Regions from separate parts of the Oryza sativa genome. Here region 1 is linked to region 2. A link is a contact called in public ChIA-PET data. All regions are on one chromosome and are shown on one strand. The core of a region is the stretch at or near the end of the contact, and the rest is flanking DNA. Distances in the headings are between cores, read along the strand shown.

What was found. ChIA-PET counts read pairs in DNA pulled down with a chosen protein or histone mark.
Region 1: a contact with region 2 is called in an RNA polymerase II ChIA-PET map of leaf, with 2.2 times the contacts expected there. The contact joins the promoter of LOC4335922 here to the promoter of LOC4335914 in region 2. A contact is called at or near these places in 1 of 15 Hi-C or Micro-C datasets (seedling) and 1 of 4 datasets of contacts at active chromatin or transcription factors (leaf).

The regions. Positions count from the first base shown.
Region 1 is chr4:22,241,115-22,244,910 of ASM3414082v1, forward strand. LOC4335922 reads left to right here and starts at 1,651. Exons shown (of 9, transcript XM_015780602.3): 1 at 1,651-2,022; 2 at 3,242-3,363; 3 at 3,460-3,796. The coding sequence starts at 1,846.
Region 2 is chr4:22,156,628-22,160,476 of ASM3414082v1, forward strand. LOC4335914 (mitogen-activated protein kinase kinase kinase 3) reads right to left here and starts at 2,083. Exons shown (of 11, transcript XM_015781026.3): 1 at 1,395-2,083; 2 at 113-643. The coding sequence starts at 1,834.

The sequences.
Region 1 (3,796 bases), core at 401-2,900, 84 kb after region 2:
ATTAATCTATAATTAGAGAATGTTTACTGTAGCATCACATAGGCTAATCATGGATTAATTAGGCTCATTAGATTCGTCTCGCAAATTAGTCCAAGATTATGGATGGGTTTTATTAATAGTCTACGTTTAATATTTATAATTAATTTTCAAACATTTGATGTGATAAGGACTTAAAAGTTTTAGTCTCATCTAAACAGGGCCTTAGTCCCTCCAACCAAACACCACCTAAAGACAAAAGAAGTGACACGTGCAGAGTGAGGGAAGCTGGCCAGAAATCCAGAAATGATCGTGAGGGCAGTTGCGTAATTAGACGAGAGAAAGTAAGCGTTCTCCTCGTGCCACGTTTCCCCTGGCCCCTCCTGCATAGTGGGGAAACGCGTGTCCCCAACTAGCAGCAGCAGCAAACGCAATCACCTGAGAATATACCGCACCTCCTCACTGACCCGTGGGGCCATCGTAGATCTGGCCCCACGTGTCACTGACCAGCAGGCTACGTGGAGGAGGCACACGTGGACGTTATCCGCTTCCGGTTTCCGACGCCAGGCGTGAGCCTCGCTGACGTGCCCGTCCCAGCAGCAGCTCAGGCAGATGCACTGCAAGGCAAATGTTGGAGTACGAAGTACTATCCATTGCACTTTTTTTTAGAGGAGGGTATTTTTTATCGGTCGCTATATCAAACCGATATATACCGCCTTTATCCATTGCACTTTTATCTAACACAATTTAACCATTTAAAAAAATTATCAATGGTCAAAGTCGAAGCAACGTCGGGCCAACAGTGAGTCAGCCACAACTGACAAGTGTATTATGTAGCTAATTCTCAAATTTTAAATTTGATTTTAAGTGTAAAAATAATCCTTCATCAATAACTTTGTTCCATTATTTTTTACTAGTATTTTCCTAACTTTGTTCCATTATTTTTTACTAGTATTTTCCTATGATTAATAGGAAAAAAGTAAAGATGCACGTAAATTTTTCTCAAATATCAAAATTCAAATCAAGATTAAATTACAATTAGAAAATGAGCAAAGTACACAGGTGCCTATATCTAAACTTGTATAAGTGTGTCATCTAGATCGCTAAATTCTTAAAATGTAATATGCAAGTCTCCAAACTTTGTCTAATGAGTGTCATGGAGATCAAAATGCTGTCTAACCCGCTCTGTATATGCCACGGTGGCGCATACGTGTTAGCCAGACCTCTATATTAGTCACATAGAAAAAATAAAAAAAAACATCTTCTCTATGCACGTTTTTTTCCATAGCCTCGTAGACCTCCATTATTATCCACCACGAGGATAACAAAGTGATCAACTCATTGGCCACAGGCAAAAGCAGCCTAACCTTTGCAAAACCGGATTCGGACACCAAAGCGAAGCCGCCTACACTACAGGGGCAATTCCGTCCAATCCAAAACCCGATCCACAAACGAGAAAACCGCGCGGGGCCCCACCGCCCCGAACCGTCTCGAACCCCCCCACCCCCGCCCTAAGGCCTAACGCCGTCAGTGACACACCCCCTACTCAAATTACCGAAACACCCCTCCATCCCCGCCTTGCCGTCCGATCCGCCTCGAGATTCGCAAACCGCTTCCCAATACTCCCTCCACCCGCCGTTATATATTGACGCCTCACGCGAACGGCGGGAAAGCGTAACAGAACAAACTAACTTCTTCTCGAGAGAGGAAAAAAAAAAAAGAAAAACCAAGAAGAAGTCGAGGAGAAGAGAGGAAGAGTAAAGCAGCGCGAGGAAGGAAGGCGAGTCTGCTTTGCGGGATTCGCCCGTAGTAGAGTTTGATTCCGCCGGGTTGGTTTGGTGGTTTGATCGGGGGAGGAGGAGGAGGAGGATGGTGGTGCGGGAGCCGGTGGCGATGGAGATACCGGCGGTGGAGTCGTCGGCGGCGGGGAGGATGCCGCCGAGGATCAGGCGGCGGTTGCTGGAGGGGAGCCGCGTCGGAGGCGGGGCGCCGACGAGCGCGGAGGAGATCGAGGCGAAGCTGAAGGAGGCGGAGCTCCGGAGGCAGGTAGGTGTCCCTGTCCGGGTTCCCTTTCCGTCGCTTTTTTTGTTTTTGTTTTTCTTTTCTTTCATTTCGTCCTTCGCGGTGGATTGTGGGGGGACGAGAGTGAACTGTGAATTCGAAGCTTTTGGAGCCTTTTGATTTAATTTGAGTTGCTTTGTTTCGGTTTCGAGTTTCGTAAGAAATGTTTTACTACTGATTAAACCATAGTGCCCTTTACATGCTGATGAACAGTTCAGAGTGGTGGTTTTGATGAATTTCGCTGCTATTTTTAGACTAGGATTAGTCCTTAATTTTCAGTTTTTTTTTTTTTGGGGGGGGGGGTACTCACGACCAGTTCTTTCTTAATCACTTATGTTCTACTTTAATTGGAAACTTATTTTGGCTGATTAGTGGAGACGCAAAGTTGGGATTACGTGGAAGGATTTCTGTGCAGTGAGGTTCTTTTTTGTTTTTGGTGGTTGGGATTCCTGGTGGGGAGTTGAAGTAACATTCTTTGGGGGATTCTGTTCTTGGTAGGTAGTCGTGAGATGAAGTTGGGTTCACGTGTGCCTCGAATTCGATTTCTTTTCCATTCGATTTTCTCTCAGCCGCATGATTTTGCGGCTCTGGATTAAAGCGTACTTTCCCCATATAAAAGGTCCCGTTTTTATCTGTTTGTTGGATATACACTGCACTAATAATTTAATGCAGTATATAATTATCTTTTGGTTTCTACCTGCGGTTTGCTAAAGAGTAATCAGTGGATATCAGTAACATATTTAGTTGTCTGCATCGAGTTACGACAGGTTGCCTGTAAAATAATTTCTTTTTTTTATATTCAAATTAGGAAGATAATATTTGTTGTAGAAAAAGGGTCATGAGCAAACAATTCAGCACATGGTGTCCCGTCGGTGAAAAGATTATGGTAGTTTGGTATGAATAGTTTGTGTACCACCGACCACACTTGGATTCGCTTAGAAGTTAGAAGTAACTTTCGTCGCACTTGTAGTACTGAAAATTTGGTGACCAGTAAGTAATAGGGGTGAAACTTTTTTTGGTTGATGTGATTTGGTAGGTTCAGTTCACTTGAAGTTTTTTTCTTCTTCTTTTTGGGACCGTATCGTATGACTCGTATTTGGGTCTAGTATATTTGATTGATTTGTTATTAAGATGTTGGTACTGTATTTATTGATAAATGATTGATCAACATAGCTTATGGTCATATGTTGTTTGCACTTTGCAGCAATTCCATGAATGGGTGTCCTGCAAAGCGAGGAAGAAGCCGCGGAGCCCATCATGGTCATCACAAGAGGAAGATCAAGGTCAGCGCCTCGAAGCGAAGCTTCAGGCCGCCGAGCAGAAAAGGTAATGAAAAAAAACAGTGCCTGATATTAGTTATTTGCGGTCTTATGCAATTAGAGGAGCTCTGAGAGTCTGATACTAATTATTTGTATCTTGCAGGTTGAGCCTCTTGGCAAAGGCACAGAACAGGCTAGCCAAGTTGGATGAACTCCGACAAGCGGCGAAGAACATCGTGGAAATGCGGATCGAGAAAGAAAGGGAAGAACTCGGGACTCGAGTCGAGTCTCGTGTTCGTCAAGCAGAGGCAAATCGCATGCGTCTTTTGCATGCACATATGCAGAAGCGGGCGGCAATGAAGGAGAGAACGGCGCGGTCCCTTGTGCGGAAACAGACATCTGAGAGGAAATACACGGAGCGAGTCAAGTCTTTGATCTTACAAAAGCGCAATGCTGCTGAAAAGAAGCGACTGGCATTGCTGGAAGCTGAGAAGAGGAAA
Region 2 (3,849 bases), core at 833-3,332:
TTTATCATATACTCCGCGAGGGATTATTGCTTTCAATGCGGAATCAATGCATCATATACAAAATTGTAATACCAAAATACAATAATGCCAAACTATAGAAAGATTCCAATACCTGTTAAATCCAAGGTAAACCTGGCCAAATGTACCGCTCCCTAACAATTTGCCTTTTTTCCATTGTGATTCGGATTGCAAGCAAGTAGTGGGACCTAGAGGGTGAGGCGAGTAAGCAGTGGGAGATGGGGGAAGAGGTGAACAAGTAGCAGGACCTGGAGGAAGAGGTAAAGGATGAGGTGGGCTCTTCAATCCATCCATCATTTTTACTGGTGACCTTGGACTAAAACCAAATTCCCTTGAATTTACATTATTTACAGCAAAAGTATGGCCTTTCGGTCCAGGGGAGAGGCTTCTTGTTCTTGGAGCAAGAAAATCCTCGGGCAACATTCTGCCACGTGAACTAGTTTCGCTAGTTGACAGATCATCACAATGCAAATGAAGTTCTCCCATATTAGTGACAGGAACCTCGAAGAACTTCCGATGCTCCCGTGGCATGCTATAGGACATGAAATGATTGTCTTCATTTAGGATCTTATGTGAGTCAGATGGCATATTTCTTCCCCTGACAAAAGACGCCGGATCCGTAGACCTAGAAATTACACCAAGCAGCCAAGAATCATCAGATATTATATCAACACAAATTTTGAAATGAAATATATAAATACTGTAACAATGTGCTGTGGAACAATACGCTAATTTAAGTACCCCTAAACATAGGCACGTCATATGAATTTATATACTTCAAAAAGTTCTCAAATTGTCCAACTCAAAGAAGTTGTCAAATTAAGTTCAGAGCATAATGATTAACGAAAAGCACTGTACATTATTGTTGAGAGAACGTCAATGATTTAGCACAAGAACCAAATACACGTTTCAACAGAATGGTGACTCCAGGGCAACAAAAGAAACAACTATTCAGCCTTTTTAAAATTCTTTGTCCAACCATTAACACACCTTAGCGTCCCGAGTAATCCTGTGTGCAATACATATTTAGCAGAGAAAGAAAAATAAATGGCTTAGGATTCCCGAACTGGAAGTAATCTGAAACGACCATGGGAAAAGGTCAACTTGTAGAGTTGGTACGAAGCCACACTGTTCATTCATCACGTCCCCAACTCTGCACTTGACTAGGAACACTTAAAAGCAAGTAGCAAAGCCGAGTAAAGCCATTCACACGAAATTAGTGGGGAAAGTAACGCACGAAGCCTACATGCTACGCTTATCAGATCATGAAATTCCCCAAATTTTGATCACAATACCTATATATCTGGAATTGCACGTTGCACCCCCCGAGAAATAGAAATCGAACAGGCTGAGGTATTCCACGATCGCACACTTACCTACATACTTGCTGATCCGTCGCCTCGTCCGACGAATCATGCGAGCACACGCTCAACTCCTCCGACGAGGCGTCGCCGGCGACGCCGCCCACCACATCCCCGTTCTCCTCGAACCTTACAGGAGCCGGCTCCAACTCCGGCTCCTGCCCCTGCCCCTGCCCCCCCGGCCCCGCGTCACCCACGGGCACGGGGAGCTTGTACCCGACCTCCCCGAACCCCCCACCACACCGCCCGCCCCCATGCCGCGGCGCGGCGGCCGACGGCGAGTCGAGGCTGCGCGCCTTCTCCCTCGCCCGGGGGGTCACCGAGGGGGAGGCGGAGAGGTCAACGAGGTCGAGCGACTTGCGCGGGGACGACGCCGCGGAGGCCGCCCCTGCCCCGGGGGGCTTCCCCACGCCCTTCGCCTTCGACCTCGACTTCCGTGGCCACCACGCGGGCATCGCGCGCGCGATCAGCAGCACGCTGCGCCGGAGCAAAGCACCACACCACCTATCGTCCCCCTGCTGCCGCCGAGCTCAGGCGGCGGCGGCGGCGGCGCGGGGAAGCGAGGAGAGAGAGAGAGAGGAAGGCGCGAGGAAGGAGACGACGCGGCGGCGGCGACGCTTTTAGTCGGAGAGGAGGAGGAGGAGATATTTTTTTTTCCAATTATTTTCTTGTCTAAAAAACCCAAGCAAAAAATGCGGGGGATTGAGAGGTGTGCTCGCGCGCGCGAGTACTAGTGGTTGCTGCGAGCAAGTGGCGCTCAGGTGGGTCCCGAGCCAAGTAAATGCTTCTCACCGTCAAGCGGGGCTCCGCGTCCTCGAACCGTGGATGGCCCCACCTGCCAGTGACAGGTGGTGTGCGCGGCTAGCTGTAAGCGGAGTGCTACTACTACTACCAGCTCGCTCTCTCCTCTCCCGCCACTTGCGCGCGGCGGCTCTGCGAGGTGGGGCCAGCGCGTCTTTTTTTCTTTTTCTTTTTTTTTTTTGCGCTCGTGCGTGTGTTGGCTTTCGCCTTTTTTTCCTTTTTCACCGTGTGTGTCCCGTGCCGAATCTTCGCGGAACGCGGGTGGTGGTACTGGTAGTCTGGTAGACGGGTGCGGTGCGGTGCGCGCGTCGGGTTCGGGTCGGGAGGGAGGTTTGGTGACGCACGCCAAGCGGGGACGTGTTGAGCACACACCGGAGGAGTACACTGTACACAACGGCGGCTTGTAAAAGCAAGTTTAATAGCCAACTACTAGCTCCAATCCAACTATAGCCAATCTAATAGCTCATCCATATAATAGTTATATACTACACGATTAATACATGATCCCACATGTCATACACATACTGTGTCTTAGAGTCCGTGCTACAGCTGGTATAAATCTGTAGCCCGCTGCTTTTCTCTCTCCTTATTTTTCTTCTTAAAATATATTTGTAGCTAGCTTATAGCTTGCTATTGTACCTGATCTAATAACATCAAAAGCCGTTACCTATGTTCACCCTTTGTCTTATTAGAAAAAAACTAAGTAGTAGTATCATTTATTTGTTTTTGACTTGTTTTATCATTAAAGACACTTTAACATATGACTTGTATTGTATATGTACAATATTTTTTAATAAGACGAACAATTGTTCGAAAATAAGTAACATTATACTCTTAGAAAATGAGTAACAATTTTATTACGATGTCATGCAACTAATAATAAGTCATAGATATTTATTGTGGTGTTGCACAGATAACATCATTTGAACCTACGAGAGGATTACCTTTTAAAAAAATGGTAGCTACTTCAAAATTAAGATTAAATTAAATATGAATGTAGAGACATACTCCTGTACTCCTGTATGTTAAGACTTCATAATACAAGTAGCAACAAGCTAGTTGTAACTGTCCAATAGCTCATGTAATGTGTAATTATTTAATGTGGTTTGCAACTTTGCATTATTTATGGTCTTAAGCCAGAAATTGGAATGCCACGCCAATGGGATTGTCCCACCACTAGACCAATCAGACTAACATTTCCACACAATGATGCCATATTTCCATGTGCTAGAAAACTGCTACTACTCATTTTGCAATGGGAGTAATCAAACAGTGCAAGATCAGAGCATATCTTCTTAAACAACATTTTTCCAGGTTAGCTAATAAGTGAACTATTAGTGTATCTAAGTGGAATTTGCGTGTGGGTTGTGCTGTCCTAAACTCTATAAAAGTTTCAGTACATTGGTCCCAAAAGCATGTATGCGAGGAATCGTCGCTTTCAGACATGAAAGGGATTTGACAAAAATAAACCATGCCATTTATATATACTATGTGCTAAAGTCACCATCTCACTTTTCTTGCATGAAGTAACTATTTTAACTTTTTCATATCGTAGGAAACAATAAACAATATGTAGTACACACAGCATCAAATACACAGCAATAGGCATGTATCTGCAAAATACACTCTCCGTCCCCGAATCAAATCTTAGCTATAAATTCTTTATCCA